3 separate regions of the Sus scrofa genome follow, and regions 2 and 3 are each linked to region 1. Evidence: chromatin contacts called from public Hi-C data. All regions are on one chromosome and are shown on one strand. The core of a region is the stretch at or near the end of the contact, and the rest is flanking DNA. Distances in the headings are between cores, read along the strand shown.

Region 1 (3,196 bases), core at 508-3,007:
TCCCAGGCTAGGGGTCAAATCGGAGCTGTAGCCGCTGGCCCACGCCAGAGCCACAGCAACAACAGATCCGAGCCATGTCTGCGACCTACACCATGGCTCATGGCAACACCGGATCCTTAACCCACTGAGCGAGACAAGGGATTGAACCCGAAACCTCATGGTTCCTAGTCGGATTCGTTTCCCCTGTGCCAGGACGGGAACTCCCTGAGTAACTTTTATGCAATACAGACTTCCAGATCTTAATGTTTTCCCATGCAAGCAGCTCCGGCCCTCCACCTTCCTGGAGCAGACAGAGTTCTTGCCTAAGAAGCTGACAAGCAATGCTTGGAACATGATTAGCAGGGCTGCTAGCAAGGACATAAGGCAAGTAGTTGCTACATGATTACAAGAAAGGTGGTATGTGGCAAGCAAAGCTGCTGACAGGCACGTAGCTGCCTTTTCAGCCAGGGGCGGCGGGGGCGGGGGGGGGGGGAGGTTGTTTCTCTAGTTCTTACTTCAATATTGGCCATCTTTTTTTATTGACCAATTTGGCTACAGTTTAATTAAGTTTCTGGATCTTTTCAAAGACAGTCTTTTGGCTTCACTGACTTTCCTTAGTCTTCCCACTCCCACCCCAAATCTGCGGCACGTGAAAGTTCCCAGGCCAGGGACTGAACCCTGGCCACAGCAAAGACAACACGGGATCCTTAACCCGCTTAGCCACTGGGGAACTCCTGGTTTTCATTACCCTTTTTCCGTTGTATTTCATTGGTTTCTGGTTTATGATTTAGGAATTTGGGGCTAACTCCCATGTTCTGATTAGGGCTGGCTGGTACACTGGTGTGACCTGGGACTCCTATCCCTCAAAGCCATAGCAATCCCCCTTCTCTGGGTATTTGAGAATCCGATGAGACACATGGATGTCCCCAAGAACGTGTATACTGGTGAGCTCCATTTCACACATAGTCTTAGGGAGTGCACAGGTGTTGGGTCAAGAACTCCCAGCCTGGAACCCAAATCTGATGGTGTCAAGTCCCAAGGTTTCACAAGCAGTTTGCCCCAGCAAAATAAGAACGTAGTGATACAAACAAACAAAAAGCAAAACAGGTTAAAAAACACAGGCCTGGAAGTATTTTCCACCTCATCAAGCCATATTTTGCCAACTCTGTTTTTCACCCAAAGCACTTTGCTGGCACCATCCCAGCTGGGTTCTGAGTTTTAGCCCATGAATTCCTTTGGGGCAGAAATCATCCAGAGCCCTTCTCAACCCATCTGGCCTGAGATACTTAATAAAGGCTTTTTGCCTCGAATTGTACACTTTGGCTACTTTTTGACCCTTGACCTCGCCTCAAACGGGGTTTCGGTTGAGGAGCCCAGGCAGGGGCACCAGAGTCCCCGAGCCCGGCCCCCGCCCAGGAGCACTGCACTCGCCCGGTCCCATGGAAGACTTTAGAACTCCAGACCTCCGACCTCGGCTCCCAACCCCTCCCAGGTCAACGCCCGGGTTTCGCTTCCCGGCTCCTGCTTTCCGCCCCCTCGCCGTGACGGGCGTTTCCTCAGGCCAATGAACAAACGGTATCCACCCCTGGGGCGGGGCCCAGCGGGAACCAATCCCCGCTCGGGCGCCCGCCCGGATCCAAACGGCCCAATAGGAGCGGCGGCGGGGCGCGCCTCGGGGGTCGAGGCCAGGCGGCTCGGCCAACGGACGTGCACGTCGGCGCCGCGAGGGGCGGGTCCGCGACGGGCGTGCGGCGGCACGGCGGCGCAGGGAGGGGGAGGAGATAAACAAGATGGCGGCGGCGTGTAGGGCGCGGAAGGGGGAGGCGGCCCGGGGCGCCCTCGAGTGAGGCGGGGCGCGGCGGCAGCGGCGGCGGGCGCCAGCCGGCAGCGCGGCCGCCTTGCATGGGCTGGGCCCCCGCGCCGCCCCGCCTGCTCCACGCGCGCGGCGGCCGCGGCGGGGGACGGGCCACCCGGACCCCGGCGGCCTCAGGAACCCCGGCCCGGCGCCTGCGGCCTGCGCCGCCTCAGCCGCCCGGAGCTCCACGCGCCCCGCGTTCCGCGGCCGACGGAGTTCCGGCGCAGACCGAGCGCGGGCTGCCGTTTGGGGCGCGGCGCCCTCCGGGCCCGCGCGGCCGCTCGGGGTCCCAGGCCGGTGTGCGGACGCCCGGGCGGCGGCCGACTCCGACGGGGGTCGCTCCCTGCGGCCGGCGGGCCCCGGGCAGTCCCGGCGCTGGAGGGAGCCAGCGGGGCCAAACAGAGGTTCCCCGTGCGCTCCGGACACGCACCTGCCGGCGTCTCGGGCGCCCCGGCCGGCGGGGCCGGCGGGAGCCGCCCCCGAGCAGCGCGCCGGATCCCCAGCGAAGCTCGCCTGCCCGGCTCTGGGGGCCCCGGGGCCGGCCTGCGCGGGGCCCCGGGCGCGCGCCATGGCTCGCTAGTAATGGACGGCGCGGAGAAGACTCGACCCGGCCGCGTCCGTGTTCGTTCGAGGGTCTAAAGTCCCTGGAGGATGACCTAGCACTTCCCGGCCCCACCGGCCTCCCGAGGGCCCCCGTGGACGCGCCGGCCCGCCTCAAAACTGTGAGGCCGGGCGGCCGCAAAACTTGGGACGCTGCACACACCCGGGTGTCCGGGCTTTGGACCAGGCGCGCCTTTTGAACTCACGTTCAGTACAATCGTTTCTTTTCCAAGAAGGGTTTTCTTTTTCTTTCTTTCTTTCTTTCTTTTTTTTCTTTTTGCGATTTTGTGACTTTTATTTTTGGAGAAGGGAATCTTGGGGAGGGGGGACAAAAGGAAGAACCGCTCACCAGGAAGTACACAAAGGGGATTAGAGATCGCCTGCGGGAGTCGGAGCCCTAGGGTCCAGGATGGATGTGGCGGACCCGCAGCAGCTGGGCATGTTTACAGAGGGCGAGCTGATGTCGGTGGGGATGGACACGTTCATCCATCGCATCGACTCTACTGAGGTCATCTACCAGCCCCGCCGCAAGCGGGCCAAGCTCATCGGCAAGTACCTGATGGGGGACCTGCTGGGGGAGGGGTCGTATGGCAAAGTGAAGGAGGTGCTGGACTCAGAAACGCTGTGCAGGAGAGCTGTCAAAATCCTCAAGAAGAAGAAGTTGCGAAGGATCCCCAACGGGGAGGCCAATGTGAAGAAGTAAGTGCCGACTTCCTGGGTTGGGGTGAGGTCTCCTTCCTTCTTTCAATCCTTCCTTCCTCC
Region 2 (3,196 bases), core at 225-2,724, 230 kb before region 1:
GGTTTGAGGAGAACAGGTTCTTTCATCCTCTCAGGGATGCTCCCCACGGGTTTGACACCCACTCCTCTGGGCAAAAATACACCTGCTCTGCCACCGGCCCCTCCCCCAGGAACAGGCCAGAGAGGAACCAATTTCCTGGTACAGGAAATCAAGGAGGGCTCAGAGCGGAGGTGACTCAGGCTGGGGTGGGGCCGACTCAGGGGGCAGAGGCCACCTCCCCTCCCAGGACATGGAAGTGAGGAGACCTGGGGGCAGGTCAGAGGGACCCACTTGGTAGGTAAATACCCACTTTGGGTGGTTAAGCCGCCTCAAAAGGGGTAAATACCCACATCTGTGGAGCCCGGTAGGGCCTCTGCCTAAAAATCCAGGTGGAGATAATAACAAAAAAGTAATAACAAGTGTAATAATAAAGCAATAATAAAATAGTAAAATGACAGTCTTCTTAAATAGTAATAAAAGATCCCAAACAGTAAGATATTTAAGATAATTATTAAGGAATGGATGCTCCCCTTTGCTGGGCACCTCCAAGTGCACGGTCACTGACCCCAGCCACTCTGGCAGGAGCACTATTATTTCATTTTGCAGATGGGGAAACTGAGGGATGGAAGGGGTAATAACCCACCCAGGCCACTTGGACAGGCACACTGGAGGAGGCTGAACTGGAACCCAAGCAGTCAGGGTGGCCCACCCAGGTATCCACATAAATACCCAGGTTAGAAAGAAATCAGTGACGACGGGGGACATAACCATACGGGGACGACCCACCTTCCTGTCTGCCTCCCGCGACAGACGCGACGGGGCTGTTAAGTCCCTCTTTAACTGGGATATCTATCTGGAGAAAAACAAAGGGCCTGTCCACCAGGAGATGGGGGGCTGACAATCCCGAGGGGTACACAGGACTGGCTGGGAGGTGAATAAACACCTGGCTTGGAGACAGCAACAGCGGCAAGTGGCTAAATACCCAGAACAACACCAGCACGGTTTCCGGGTACACCGCGCGCAACGGCACCACCTCACCCGAGCTCGCAACCCAGCGCCCGGGACCCTCGAAGCCCGGAGGCTGCAGCACCCGGGGGTCTTTAAGGGAGACATGGATGTGTCTCCCTGCGTCCCGGCAAATGCCCGGCGTGACGGGGATGGGGCTCCCTCGGTAAACGGCACTAACAATAAAGCCCCCCCCGCGCCGCTCCCCTCTGCGTGGGGGAGCCCCAAGGAGAAGGGGCGGGGCGGGCCCGGGGCTGCCGCCGGGGAGGGGGACAAGAGAGGGGGCCCCGGAGCCTGGGAGCGCGCCCCGCCCGCCTGCCCGCCGCACTCACAGCGTCCGCCGCCCGCCGGGGGAGACCCCCGCCGCCGCCGCCGCCACCTCCGGGCCGCCCTCCGGGTTCTCCAACGCTACCATAGCTCGGACACCCCGGTGCCTGCCGCCGCCCGACAGGGCCTTCACGGGGCCGGGCAGGAAGTGACGGGCACCCGGGGGCGGGCCGGGGCGGAGCCTGGAGGCTGGACGCGCCGGGCGGGGAGGGTGGCCAGGTCCCTGCCAGACCGGGGCTGCGGGCAGAGTACGTCCAGCGCCGGGCACCGACGAGGACCCTAAGACGGGGCTCAGGGACCGTAGCCATGTCCCGGCCGGACCCGAGCTGCTGGGGATGGGAGGAGCGGGGGAAGGACACCCAACCCCGGGGGACGGGGACCAGTACCACATCCCCGCCAAACCCGGGCTGCGGGGGTGAAGGGAAGACACGCAGACCCGGGAACGGTCGGGGACACTGAGATAGAAGGCCGCGGCTGTCCCTGCGCCCAGGCGGGGATGTGAGCGGGGCACCCAGCCCTGGGAGGACAGATAGGGAAAGTCAGGCCCGGGTAAAGAGGAGGGAAGGGGATGTCTTTTTCCGAGGCAGATGAAATGACCCATGCTACTACCCCCACCCAGCACAAACAGGGCTTTCCTTCCACCAGCCCCTCTCAGTCCTCCCTAAGAGTGCACCCTGGAGCCTGGCTGAGAGCCGTTTACTCATCTGTAAATATAGAAGAAAGCGAGCCCCACCCCCTTTTGCCTTTTAGTTTAGTTTTTTTTTGTTGTTGTTGTTGTTGTTGTTGCTATTTCTTGGGCCGCTCCCGCGGCATATGGAGGTTCCCAGGCTAGGGGTTGAATCGGAGCTGTAGCCACCGGCCTACGCCAGAGCCATAGCAACGCGGGATCCGAGCCGCGTCTGCAACCTACGCCACAGCTCACGGCTCACGGCAACGCCGGATCGTTAACCCACTGAGCAAGGGCAGGGACCGAACCCGAAACCTCATGGTTCCTAGTCGGATTCCTTAACCACTGCGCCACGACGGGAACTCCTAGTTTTTTCATTTAGCAAATGCCCACCTTCTTTGGGGAGGGAGGCAGGGCTCTCCCCTTCCAGCAGTGATCAAACAGACCCCCACCCTCCGCAGTAGGCTACGGAAGAGGAGACTTTTGGAAAGAGGCCTGGCAGGTTGCAAAAGTAGGAAGGGTGTGCCAGGTAGAGAGAACTGTCAGTGCAGAGGTCCTGGGGCATCCACAATGGCCAGAGCAGGGGGATGGTAGAGACTGGGGGTTTCCGGGGAGGGCAGATCAGTGAGACTGGTAGCCCTTTGATGACAGATTTGGTTTTTGATGAAAGGGCAATGGGGAGCCAGGGGAGGGTTTAGAACAGAGAATTAAACCTGTTGGAGAATCTAGAATCCACCCTTCCTTCCACAAGGAAAGTAAGGAACCAGGACCATGTTAAGGGACAACACTGGGATACAACCCGCTAGATCTAGCCTGGTGGAAATTGTACAGGACAAACAACCTGATTGCTTTAACAAATACAGAGGAAGGGGAGGGGGAAAAAAAGGAGAAACTATTTCAAGACCCAAGAGAGCACATACTGGGTGACTTCATGTAGATACATGTGAAAAGAAGCAAAAGAACTCAGTGATACAATTTGGGAGATGGTGCCTCTGGGGAGAGTGCTTGGGTGGAGGTTTGGGGGCCTGGATGTTTGGTCTCTGGCTCTGGCTGGTGATGACCAGCTGCTCAACAGAGGCTCTAACTGTATAGGACGAAGCCCAGGCCCTGCCTTGATCCTCTGACCTCACTCCCAGGGCCCTTGTCTTCACCTTCTTAACACCTTCCTGGATCCTCGGTCAGCCCATGAGTGCGGCTGCTCCCAGACATCCCCCCCAA
Region 3 (3,196 bases), core at 424-2,923, 160 kb before region 1:
GTGACGGCCATGTTAGGGTGCAGAAGTGCCCCCCTTGGGATGAGTTCCTATTACTGAGGACTCATGTTGGCAGAGGGACCTTACCCCAAGGTGGGACAGGGCCCAGGCGATCCCTGAAGACACATTTTATCCTGGTGCCTCATCCAGAACAGTGGGGAGGAACAAAGGGGAGCAGTTCCCTTGTGTGACAGTGGCTTCAGGCAGGGAGGGAGCTGGAACCCAGGCCCCTCCCTGTCCTGGGGTTGCTGGTCAGGTGGCTGGACGAGGTGGCCTTGTCAGCTGGAAGCCAGCCACCCAGCCTGCATTAGTCATCCCAAAATTCAATCTATGCTGCTGGCTGGCACTTGGCATTTTTATTCGACTAATGGAGTGTTTTTCCTTCCTCTCTGATACTGGGTCCAAAGGAGATGCTTGGTTGTGTGTGAAAAAAAGCCAACCTTGAGTGTAGACTCACTAGTTAGAGCTGGAATGTTCTGAGCAGAGCTGCTGCCCTGCGCCCTGAGGCATCCTGGGAGAAGCCTGGCTTTCTCTGCTCCCTGAACTGGGATGAGAGAATTCCATGCAGGGAGCTGCTGCTGGGTCCTTACTTGGCCAGTGTTTATTGAGCACCTGCAGCATGCCAGGGCCACAGGAAAGGTTATTTCTGGGGGTAGGTGGGGAGGAGCAGAGAACAGAGGAGACAGCTGGGGAACTGGCAGATGTCATGGAGCTACAGAAGGTTCTGGAGCAGTGGAGGGTGATATAACCGAATGTCCTTGTCTGAACAGTTGCTCAAGCAATAAGCAATTATAGAGCACCTACGGTGTGCAAGCACTCAGAGCAGTTGCCAAGCCGGACCCCCGCGCCTGCCCCCGTCTCCCAGGGTTAGCCACTAAATAATGTAAATAAAGGAACAAAAAAAGGTGAGAGTGTGCTTTCGAGTTAATGTAGGCAGAGGGATGTTCTGCATCCTTCTGGGTGACAAACTGGGGATGTTTTTCAAGCAAGGCCATTTGGGCACTGAGTCTTGAAGGGTAAAGGGGAGTTCTCTGGTTCAAGTTGCTGCCCACAGCTGGAAGGTGGGAGAGCTGCCCTATTGGTCCCCATCAGACAAGTCAGTTTCGCCAGGGTGCCCAGGATGTTAGAACACACTCAGGTGTGTGGGTCTGGGTGGACTGGTTCTTGGAATTAGGAGTAGGAGGACCTACTGTGTGATTATGGAGACAAATTGACCTCTTCTGGCCCTTAGTTTCTCTCATTGAACAATGGGAAATGTTCCCAGGCTGGAAGGGGGAATGAAGAATCTGGGAGTGGGACAGGGGTGAGTATGGGGAACCTATTTTGAAGCAAACCTCGGTTTCACCATCTGTAGAATGAGAATAACCCCTCCACAGAGCCAGGAAGAGCGGTGGTTAGATCTCACCCAACCCCACTGATGTGCACCTCCACCCCGCCCGCCTTGAGTGGCTATCTGAGCCTCAGTTTCCCGCCCTGGCTAGTGGTTCCCACTCCTCCCTCGCCGGTTGCTTAGCGGTGGGGGACCGGGAGGGCCGAGGGCGGGCGCAGGTGGGCGGACTCAGGCAGCGAGGGAGGCGCCTGCATGCGGGGGTGGCGCGGCTGGGGCTGGCCAGGACCCCGCCTCCCGCGGTACCACCCGCGGCTCCGCCCCGCGGCGCCCGCCGGCAACTTCGGGATGGAGTTTGTGCGGGCGCTGTGGCTCGGCCTGGCGCTGGCGCTGGGGCCGGGGCCCGCTGCGGGCCACCCGCAGCCGTGCGGCGTCCTGACGCGCCTGGGGGGCTCGATGCGCCTGGGCGCCCTTCTGCCCCGCGCGCCCGCCGCCCGGGCCCGCGTCCGCGCCGCCCTAGCCCGGGCCGCCCTGGAGCCGGGGCTGCCGCACAACCTGAGCCTGGAGCTGGTGGCTGCCGCGCCCCTCGCCCGCGACCCCGCCTCGCTGGCCCGCGGTCTGTGCCAGGCGCTGGCGGCACCGGGAGTGGCGGCCGTGCTCGCCTTCCCCGAGGCGCGGCCCGAGCTGCTGCAGCTGCACTTCCTGGCGGCCGCCACCGAGACCCCCGTGCTCAGCGTGCTACGGCGGGAGGCACGCGCGCCCCTCGGCGCCCCGGTACGCGCGGACGCCGCGGTTAGGATGCGCGTGGACCCGGGGTCCGGATAGCAGAGTCCTTGGGATGCACGAGACTCAGACTTTTGGACCTTCTGGACCGTAGATGCGGGAGCCCCCAGGGACACCTAGGAGTCCGGGTGACAGGAGCCCCGGGATGGCCCTCGGGCTCGTGGGAAGAACCGCTTCATCTCGGATGTCCCCGGAGCTCAGGGACGCGGAAAGAGAGGCGGGAGCCCAGGGGCCCAGAGACCTAGAGCCATGGGCCTGCGGTTCGGGAACCCCGCGAGCCGCCTCTATACCCCAGATGGCAGATCCCACAGGACGCTTCCCTGGCCTTGGCAGCGGACTCCCCCTCGAAGCGCGGCCCCCTTCCTGGCTCCGAGGACGCCTCCCAATTCCCAGATTCCTACCGTGTAGGGCCGTGGGGCCAGGATGAGGAAGCAGGTCTACCTGCTTGCTCTCTAGGGGCTGTGGCTTCACACCTTTCTCCTTCCAGAATCCTCACAGAGGCCCTCAAGGCCAAGGCCACCCCCAACCCGCAGCCTCCCTAATGGCTTTCTCAGGTCCCCAGGGGACACCCTGATACTCCAAACCCCTCCCTCCTCCACCCACTTCTAGTTCTTGGAGTTTATTCTCTCTTCTTAATTTCACCCCCATCCCCTCAGGCTCGGATTTAGGTCCGAATAACTCGAGGAGAGAAGAGTGGCAGAGCTCTGGGGAGACCCTGTTGTGTCTCAGGGAAAGACCACCCCTATTCTCAGGGCCAGCAGGGAAAGGCCTGCCACCAGGACATGAGGGCTAGTGTGTGTGGGGGGTGTCTCACTGCCTCCACACCGAGCTTGAAGCCCCTCCAGGCCTTCCTTCTCGAGACCAGGGAGACCCTGATCCTAGAGGAAGCCCTGGCTCTCCTTAACCTCCACTATCCCTGCCCCCATCCCACGGGAGAGACGCAGGACCCAAATCCAGGCCTGTAGCGCCCTCTGCAGCCGGATCCGGGAACTGCACCCCTGAAGTAGGAACCGTCAGGATACCGAATTGACTCTGCTGCCACTGGTCTGAGCAGCAGCCCCCTAGTCTGTTCCCAGGCACTCAGCATCC

The links. A called contact is a pair of places that touch in the nucleus more often than the background predicts.
Region 2: a contact with region 1 is called in a Hi-C map of liver, with 2.4 times the contacts expected there. The contact joins the promoter of R3HDM4 here to the promoter of STK11 in region 1. A contact is called at or near these places in 3 of 47 Hi-C or Micro-C datasets (liver and mesenteric adipose tissue) and 2 of 2 datasets of contacts at active chromatin or transcription factors (alveolar macrophages and skeletal muscle).
Region 3: a contact with region 1 is called in a Hi-C map of omental adipose tissue, with 2.8 times the contacts expected there. The contact joins the promoter of GRIN3B here to the promoter of STK11 in region 1. A contact is called at or near these places in 2 of 5 promoter capture datasets (fetal skeletal muscle and liver), 14 of 47 Hi-C or Micro-C datasets (embryonic fibroblasts, fetal heart ventricle, fetal liver and 9 more) and 2 of 2 datasets of contacts at active chromatin or transcription factors (alveolar macrophages and skeletal muscle).

Annotation. Positions count from the first base shown.
Region 1 is chr2:77,247,883-77,251,078 of Sscrofa11.1, reverse strand. It overlaps STK11 (serine/threonine-protein kinase STK11), which reads left to right and starts at 1,757. Exons shown (of 10, transcript XM_021084263.1): 1 at 1,757-3,133. The coding sequence starts at 2,844.
Region 2 is chr2:77,477,537-77,480,732 of Sscrofa11.1, reverse strand. R3HDM4 (R3H domain-containing protein 4) reads right to left here and starts at 1,474. Exons shown (of 8, transcript XM_003122984.3): 1 at 1,317-1,474. The coding sequence starts at 1,399. KISS1R (KISS1 receptor) reads left to right here and starts at 1,529. Exons shown (of 6, transcript NM_001044624.2): 1 at 1,529-1,559.
Region 3 is chr2:77,410,355-77,413,550 of Sscrofa11.1, reverse strand. It overlaps GRIN3B (glutamate receptor ionotropic, NMDA 3B), which reads left to right and starts at 1,673. Exons shown (of 9, transcript XM_003353966.4): 1 at 1,673-2,098. The coding sequence starts at 1,673.